Linked DNA regions of Mus musculus: region 1 is linked to region 2. A link is a contact called in public HiChIP or PLAC-seq data. All regions are on one chromosome and are shown on one strand. Each heading gives the region's core, a stretch centred on a gene start, on an enhancer-like site or on the middle of the called end of the contact. The rest is flanking DNA. Distances are from core to core; before and after follow the strand shown. Region 1 holds the start of 4930429H19Rik (RIKEN cDNA 4930429H19 gene). Region 2 overlaps Rgma (repulsive guidance molecule family member A).

Evidence for each region. HiChIP or PLAC-seq counts read pairs in DNA pulled down with a chosen protein or histone mark.
Region 1: an H3K4me3 HiChIP or PLAC-seq map of embryonic midbrain shows a contact between it and region 2, with 2.1 times the contacts expected there. The contact joins the promoter of 4930429H19Rik here to the enhancer-like site in region 2. A contact is called at or near these places in 5 of 39 promoter capture datasets (frontonasal cranial neural crest, liver, second pharyngeal arch cranial neural crest and 2 more), 1 of 484 Hi-C or Micro-C datasets (nephron progenitors), 3 of 115 datasets of contacts at active chromatin or transcription factors (embryonic midbrain and embryonic stem cells) and 2 of 9 other capture datasets (embryonic stem cells and pancreatic islet).

The regions. Positions count from the first base shown.
Region 1 is chr7:73,307,861-73,311,846 of GRCm38.p6, reverse strand. 4930429H19Rik (RIKEN cDNA 4930429H19 gene) reads right to left here and starts at 1,467. Exons shown (of 3, transcript NR_105062.1): 1 at 1-1,467.
Region 2 is chr7:73,398,405-73,402,274 of GRCm38.p6, reverse strand. The region is part of intron 2 of Rgma (repulsive guidance molecule family member A); the gene reads right to left. LOC115486533 (a long non-coding RNA gene) reads right to left here. Exons shown (of 2, transcript XR_003946803.1): 2 at 1-3,870. Among named protein-coding and RNA genes, the nearest start is that of A730056A06Rik, 25 kb to the right of the region's middle. Within about 2 kb of position 2,589, at least 133 of the 459 cell types and tissues checked have an H3K27ac peak or open chromatin away from gene starts, as enhancers often do. A contact at or near this core is called in stem cell-derived epiblast-like cells and trophoblast stem cells, where this site is marked.

The DNA.
Region 1 (3,986 bases), core at 218-2,717, 89 kb after region 2:
GATTAATGCCCAGTTTGCAGATGCGATGCAGATGCGAGATGGAGGGGTGAGAGACGGCATGGATTGCTGGTCATGGCTTCGGACTTGAGCTTGGGTCCCAACTCAGCTCTCATATCCCCACTGTCCGATACTTCCCCAAACCTCCACAGAACACAGTTTCTGCAAAATTGCTTCACGGTTCGGTTCTTCAGAACCTTTTGTGTAAGAGTGAAAGGAGCTCTCAGTTAACATTCTCAAAATGGGTTACTCAAAAGTGTTACATGCATGTGTGAAATTCGTCACAATAAAAACCATTATTTTATACAATTAGTATGTACTGGAAAAAAAAAGAGAGAGATCTCACTACAGATAAATTGTCACTCAGCCCTTGACTCAAAATTCTTGGAACTCCAGTTTGTTGAGTAGGAGATGCACCTTGGTTCCCAGTTTGTTTTTCAAACCTCGTTGAAATGTTATGTAGCTGGGACAGGGAGAGGAAGGCTTTGGTGAGAGAGATCTGTATTTTAGTGTTCTCTCTTGCTTTTTTCATCAGAGAGTCAGCAAGACGTCAGGTTTTCAGAGTGAACCGGAGAAGGGGAGAACGTGGAAAGGCCCTGTGGGAGGCGAGAAGTGGAAAGATCGGGAGGAGGAGACACAGCACTTCCCCAGCCCTGAAGGTGGCCTGGGCTCCATTTGCTGAGGACTGAGGAGTTAAAAATCACACCTAGGTTCTATTTGACTTGGGCTGAAGGGTTTGCAGCATGTAATGGTGACTCTGAAAGTCCTCTAGGGAGAAATGTCTCTGAAAGGTAGAGACACATTGTCACTGACTGGTCTGGTCCTGCTAAAGGGCAACCAAACTGGGGAAAGCATCTGAAAGAGCAAGCTTACATAGCCCCTCCCACTTCCAAGAGCACTATGGCAACCATGGCTTCCACAGTCGCTCCCACCAACAGTCGCTCTGTTTTCACCACCAAAGCCTTCGCCCACACCACCTCTAACACTACCATTACTTCTGCCATAGTTACCATCTCCACCGTCACCACTGTTACCACCTCCGGCTAACACCACCACCGCCACCTTAGCTATTGTCATTATTGCCTCTGCTACCACCACCACGGACTACCACGAACACCAGCACGGATCACAGGGTTACCCTGCAGCCGCCACCATGGCCTCCATCACCGCTGTCGTCATCACTACTCCTGCTGTCTCCACCTCTACCAGCATCACCATCATCTCTGTACCATCTACGCGGCCACTACTGTTATCGCCACCATCACATCTTGACGGAATCATCACCACCGTCGCCATCTTTCCTCCACTAGCAGCATTATCACTATTACCGTTATCGCTACCACTCCCGTTTTCTCATTAGCATTTCCTAGGCACTGTTGTACAAAGCAGGGAACAGTCTCAGGCTAAATGATTTGTTCAATCCCATACAGCAACAAGTTAGAAAGTCAAAATGTCATCCCGGGTCTGTATGAGGGAAGTGGTTCAGAATGTTGCATTGTCGGGCGTGGGATACGCGCTGCGTCTTGGTTTACTCGTAGGCAGGCACCTCTCTGTTTGGGCATGAGAGGCTCCTTGTGGGCCGTGACCAGGACCGACAATCTGTTTCCCTTTCTTTTTCGGTCTTTCTTTCACACAATCTGGATCATATGTCTTTTCTGGTCAGAACAAATAAAAATGTTTTATGTCTCCCCTCCTTTTTTTCTGGGTTTTGGATGTAAGTGTTTGCACACAGTTCTGGAAGCAGATGGAGCCTGACAGAAACCCATGTGAGAATTCAAACTCAGAAGCTCTGTGACAGGGCACTCACATTCATAGGCATCTCTGGGAATTCCAAAGACGGAGAGACATCTAGGTAAAGGGAGAAAAGGGGACAGAGATACAGACACATACTGAACGCGAACCTTTGTGTTTTGGAGATATGCTAGGACGCCCTGGCTTTTCAGTGACTGCTTATTTTCCAATCGATGGAAAGTCAAAGCCATTGGATGCTGCCTTCTCCCTGATGTTATCAGGACACACTTGCTCACACTTCCTACCAGCCTGGCTTCTCTTCAGATGAGGAGGACATAACTCTTCCTTGCAGAGTCCATAGCTCCACGCCAGAGTCAGGTATGGCTACAGGAAATAATAACACACTGTCTGATGCCCTAGGTAAACTGTGGCTACATCTTGGCTTGGCATGCCTCCAGACTGTTGTTTCAAAAGGCAATTCCCCTGCACCAAACAAGCTCAAAGCTCTCTGCTGGAATTACCGATGGTTAAATTGAGTTGTAGCTAGATTAGGGTTCCCACCCATAACAAATCACCTGGGAAGCAAGTTTGCAGTAGTGTGTTTGGCCTACGAGGAACTGCTGGGCCTGGCTGCATTGTATTCTGGATGTGTATGACCTGGAATCTGTGAGAACTAGGCATGATGACTTTCATATCAATCCGTATTCCAGGAGGACTGCTGGAAGCATTTATGGTTTTCCATAAGAGTTGCCTCTTACCTCCTGTTTGCTTCTTTGCCCTGTCTAGCTCTTGGGCAACTTGGTGCCATCGGAAAGGTTGGTAGAACTGAGTGAATGAGGGCCCGGGCCTGCTTTTATCACCATCTCCATCTCTGTGTCTTTCCCCGGAGCCTTGGTGGAAAGTGGGGACACTGGGAGCCCTCGTGCTTAGCTTTCAGGGGTGGTTGACAGAAGGAGGGACTAATAGTCACAGAAGTCCCTCTCATGGAATAACATGCTATTCATAGCCCAAGACTCTGCTGCTGTGGTCATGATTGATGGTTGCTTTTAAGAGGCTGGTGTGAGGGAGGATGGGGGTCGGGGTGAAAGGAAGCAACTGTTTGAGGTGTGGAACGCAGATGTGACCCCCACCTCGCTCATCTGTCAGACACAAAATGTCCCCCTCCTACTGACCTAGCCGGGAGTTAACTCTGTTTTCCTCAAGAGTAAGACCAGATGAGGTGCTGCTGACTGTGTGTCAAATCTCTCACACAGCAGGTTTCCAAAGTCGAGAATCTAATTTTTATTTTTCCCTTAAAAATGTCTATATCGTCATTTCTCCTTAAAAATAAAAATGAATCTGGAAGCACAGTGATTCGCTGCCCTTTCCTGGTCAGCTGTCTTAGGTCTAGGGTGGTTCTGGGAGTGGGAGGGGTGAGCACAAGAGACCAGCGTTGCTTGTGATCTTCCTTGTGGTGAGAGAGGACTTGCTGCCTCACATCCTGTGTCATAGAATTGGAAGACCCTGGTATCATGGGTGGCTCACCAGGTCTAGTCCTCGTCCCAGGTGCCACTGGTTTACCCCCACACGAGGGAGGGACCGTTGCTCTGCCCTCTCTACCCTCATGTGGCATATCCTACTACCTAATCCCCATCCCCCATCCCAGAGGAGAATAGCCATGACCATTGAGTGTGGGATTTGAACCCGGGTCTTTAGAGTTCAGAATCACCGCATTGTGTTGCTGTCCTAGGCTTGGTGAAGCAGGAGCCCTTAGGCAGCAGAGACAGTTAACATGGCAGGGCAGGGAGGGAAAGCGCCTTTCCCTCTGACCTCTCTCCTAAGCCCAGCAGAGCAGGCACACCACAGGCATCTGACTTTGATTGGAGCCGGCAAGGCCAGCGGAGACAGGAAACATACCTGTGGTCCAGAGCCTCCCTTCATCCCTGAGAAATGCCATTTACAGATGGAGAAGAGGACAAAATATGAGAAGACAGGAAGCTTCAAATTCAACAGATGCACAGTAGCATCCTGGGAGGTAGGGTCACAGCCCACTGAGAGCAAACAGCCCGAGCCGCAGGTTGGAGCGTAAACACAGAGGCACTGAAGTCTGGTTTTCTTAGAGGGACCACAGGGGCTGGGCTGGGGGAGAGAGAGGTTTGCTTGGTGTGCAGTGGCCCATGCGGGAGCCCTCCCTGTCTGGGAGAACAGGCTTCTGAGCTGAAAAGAAAACAAGAGTATGTCTTTCAGAACTGGCCTGGGGGCATCATTGCCTTCTGGCT
Region 2 (3,870 bases), core at 1,340-3,839:
TGGCAGGCTAACGCTCTTTTTCTGGGCATTACACACAAGAGAGTGGCATTCACCTCACTTGATAGCCAATAGGCCCAGAGTGGACATGATTAGAATCTCAAACATTTTCCTCTTTCTTTCTTTCTTTCTTTCTTTCTTTCTTTCTTTCTTTCTTTCTTTCTTTCTTTCTTTCCTTCCTTCCTTCCTTCCTTCTTTCTTTCTTTCTTTCTTTCATTCCTCCCCCCCCCCCTTGTTTGTTTGTTTGGTTTTTTTGTTTTTTTTTTTGTTTTTTGTTTTTTTTTTTTGGTTTTTCGAGACAGGGTTTCTCTGTGTAGTCCTGGCTGTCCTGGAACTCACTCTGTAGACCAGGCTGGCCTCAAACTCAGAAATCCACCTGCCTCTGCCTCCCATGTGATGAGATTAAAGGCATGCGCCACCATTGCCCGGCTTTCCTATTTCTTTTTTAAAAAAATACTTTTTACATGTGTGTGTGTGTGTGTGTGTGTATTATGCAGGCATGGATGTGTGCACGTGTATATCCCATAGCACGTATGTGGAGGTTTGAGAACAGCCTGTAGGAATCGGTCTCCTACCACGTGGGTTGTGGGACTAACTCAGGTGGTTAGTATTGGTGGCAAGCCCCTTCACCCTTCTGAGCCATTCAGCAACCCTGTTTTTCTATTTCTAATCATTCTGGGGCTGAGGAACCTCCTGGGGTCCCCTTTGACTCTCACGACCTGGGACCTGGAGAATTACCTCATCTAAGTACAAAGGTGCCTCACGGATCTTGGCCCCCTTCACAAGCTCAGCCGAAGGCACTGTTTGTCTTGAACTATCATTAACCCTCCAATCTTCAGCTATAATCTTGAGAATGATATCTGGACCAAGAGAGTCCATAGGCCTGCAGAAACGGTGGCCCTGTCTGGACTCACCCACAGGAACCCCCTGAACATGTCCTAAAATCGCTAGGGCAGAAAGGGTGCTTCCTGTCCCGGATGCTTCCAGCTGCTTCTCGGGGAGTTCTTTCCGTGCCCTCCTGTAGAACCCCCCAGATCTAGGCTAAAATGTAATGGCCCCACCCCACTTTCGGTATCTGATATACACAGAGGTGCCCCAGGCTTCCTTCTCCGTGCTACCTTCTCTGGCAGCTGCTCCTCTGGGAGCCTTGAGTAACCTGGCCAGCTTCATTCAGGGCCTCAGGAAGGTGGCTACAGGACACATCTTTCCCGCATCGGTCCATCAATCTCCCATAAACAGGCCCTCCTCATCTTGATTCTGTCTTTCTCTCACTCAGTTCTTCTATTTCTAATCACTGTGGGGCTGAGGAAGCTTCTTGGGTCCCTGTTGACTCTCACACTACCCGGTGAATTGCACCTCTTGATAATCTTTGCTGATACCATCATGCAACATTCCAGAATTTGTAAGGCTAGCCCCGCCTAAGCATAGAGTGTGTTCCGAGAACAGCACTCACACTGAAAGCATCTTTTGAGACTTCAGATGTCATGCGTACACCGCGCCCCGCCCAACCCCACCTGTGTCCAACTCTGTCTGGTGGAACCCTGGGTCTCCCATGTATCCAGGGTTCAGGGAGCATGTATGCGCTCATAGCTGGCCACTCACATTTTAAAGGTAGAGCTCCACAGTGCCTCCCAATTGGATTGAGCCACATGGCTCAGGCTCAGATGTCATTACTTTTCGGTGGATGGCAACCCCTCTGGGAGGCAGAAAGTCAAAGCAGGATCTCAGAATACTAAATGGACCCGCATGATAAGGAAAAAAAAATCTGCTCTGCTAGTACAGCAACAGATCCGTTTGTTCTCAAGTCCTCCTTTGAGCTGTTAATCAAGCCCAATCTTTCGGAATAATAGCCTGCTTATTACCACCCTGTTTGCATGACAAAGCATCCCAATAAAACTTATTTTGCCGGGGCCCAGAGGGGGTGTGAAGGATCAACCATGAGAAAGGAGTCTTAGGAATTCCTCGAGGCACTCCGGGGCCAGAGCCTAGGAATAAAGACAATGTAATTTGCCACCAAGAAAAGCCCAATAGACCAATAAATTACCCGCGTGCAAAGGGATTAGATCAGGTTTCAGAGGCCTAGGGGAGGGGCAGGGTACTACGGGAGGGAGACAGCCTTGCCTTCTCTTAAAGAGGTAAGTATCCCTTGGAACATAAGCTCCAGGGTCAAGACGTTTCCAACTCTGCCTGCACAGCGACTGTCTGAACTGATTTACTTGCTCGGAGATCTGGCTCCTGATGTGCGCTGGGAACTGTGATGGACGCCGTTCTCGGAACACACTCTGTGCTTAGGTGGGGCTGGCCTTAACGAATTCTGGAATGTTTCATCTAAGTCTGGATGGAGGCATGGCCTTATCAGTGAAGACTCTCAAGAGGCAGCTATTGCCCAACTTCAAATCACTGCCCTTTGCCGGTGCAACAGGAATCGTCCCGTCCCCCTCCCAGCCCCCACGCCCGCTAATCGGCTGGCATCCTGATAGATTCTGCCACCAGGGGGCACTAGATGAAAAAGGAAAGGTGTCCCTGGAGTCGCCACTGCTGGCGTTCCCACCACCCTTCTGCTCTCCTCCGGCCTCTAGCTTCTTTGCATGTGAGTGGCTCTGAGGTACTGTAAGCTCAGCAAGCTCTTTCTGTTCCCTTTGTCACTTGGCACTCTGAAGTGTAAGCGGTGTCCTGCTGTGTGCCTCGGCCTTTTGGAACCTTACGGTTCCCAAGCTTAGCTCCCTCGGTGGAACCGCCCTTGGGAGGGGGAGGGGAGTTCACCTTCCTGGCAAGCCTAGGAATGAAGCACCTGCAAGATGACCTCAGCCAGTGACGAGCTCCGAAAGAAAGCCCCAGCGGCAGGCAGCCCCAGCACCGGTGCTCTATCTTAGTGAACAGTAGGACTTAAGAGGCAATAGCTTCAGTTAGGACACAGGCGGGTGGAAGGAATCTTCTATAAGTCTGCCTGCCTCGGGGAGGGGCCAACCCTGAAGTCTGAAGTCTCCGTGTCCCTTTCCTCACTGTCCACCTAGTGCGGGAAGCAGACCTTAGATAGGATTCTGGAAACGGGTCGCATCAGCATCCTGAAGGAGGTAGGGGAAGGGCACTAAGTAGGGGTCTCCTGCTTATTCTAGTCCCACAGTAATGAATCTTGGTGGGCGTGGGGATGGAGTGGGGGTGTTACGGGACAAGGACAGATGCCCGAGGCTCCCTGTTGGCGCCGCTCCTGCAAGAATTTCACTCAATCATCCTGGCGTAAACACCCAGGTGTTTGGCCCCAGATCCTGAGAGGGACACACCCAGCAGACTGGATTTTTTCCCAGGTGCTGCGTAGCCTGCCTCACTTAATCTATCACTGCAGATCCTAGAAGGGATCACCGCTCCTGGGTGACATTCCAGGGCCAGGCAGCCTAAGGGCCCCAGAACCGCCACTTTATGGCAATGTGTTTCCCACCCGTTAGCTCTACTGGGAATTGTACGTGCTTCCTTCCGAGTCTGGTCAGGGGGACAAGGCTGAGAGCAAAAGGGAGCTTTGGGGAAAACCTCAGGTGACCCAGGAAGAGAAGGCAAAATTGTTGGGGGGCCGGGCCCTGGAGGGTGAACTCACTGCCTACCCAGCGTGGACAGAAGTGGCTAAGTGCCACTCCTAGAGCCGGGGGCAGGACAGTACTGCCTCCTCCGTCACACCCTGCCAAGGCTGCCCTGCCTCAGCCTCCACACATGCCAAGTTGTTGCAAGCACCCTTGATGACTGACTGCCAAGGAGAAGGGCACACCTCAGCTTTCCAAACAGGCCACCCTCCCCAGCTCCCACAGGAGCCGTGGAGAAACAGCGCTTGAGCAAGAAGGGTGGGCGTGGAAAGCCCTGACTCCGCCCTATAGTGGGAGGGCA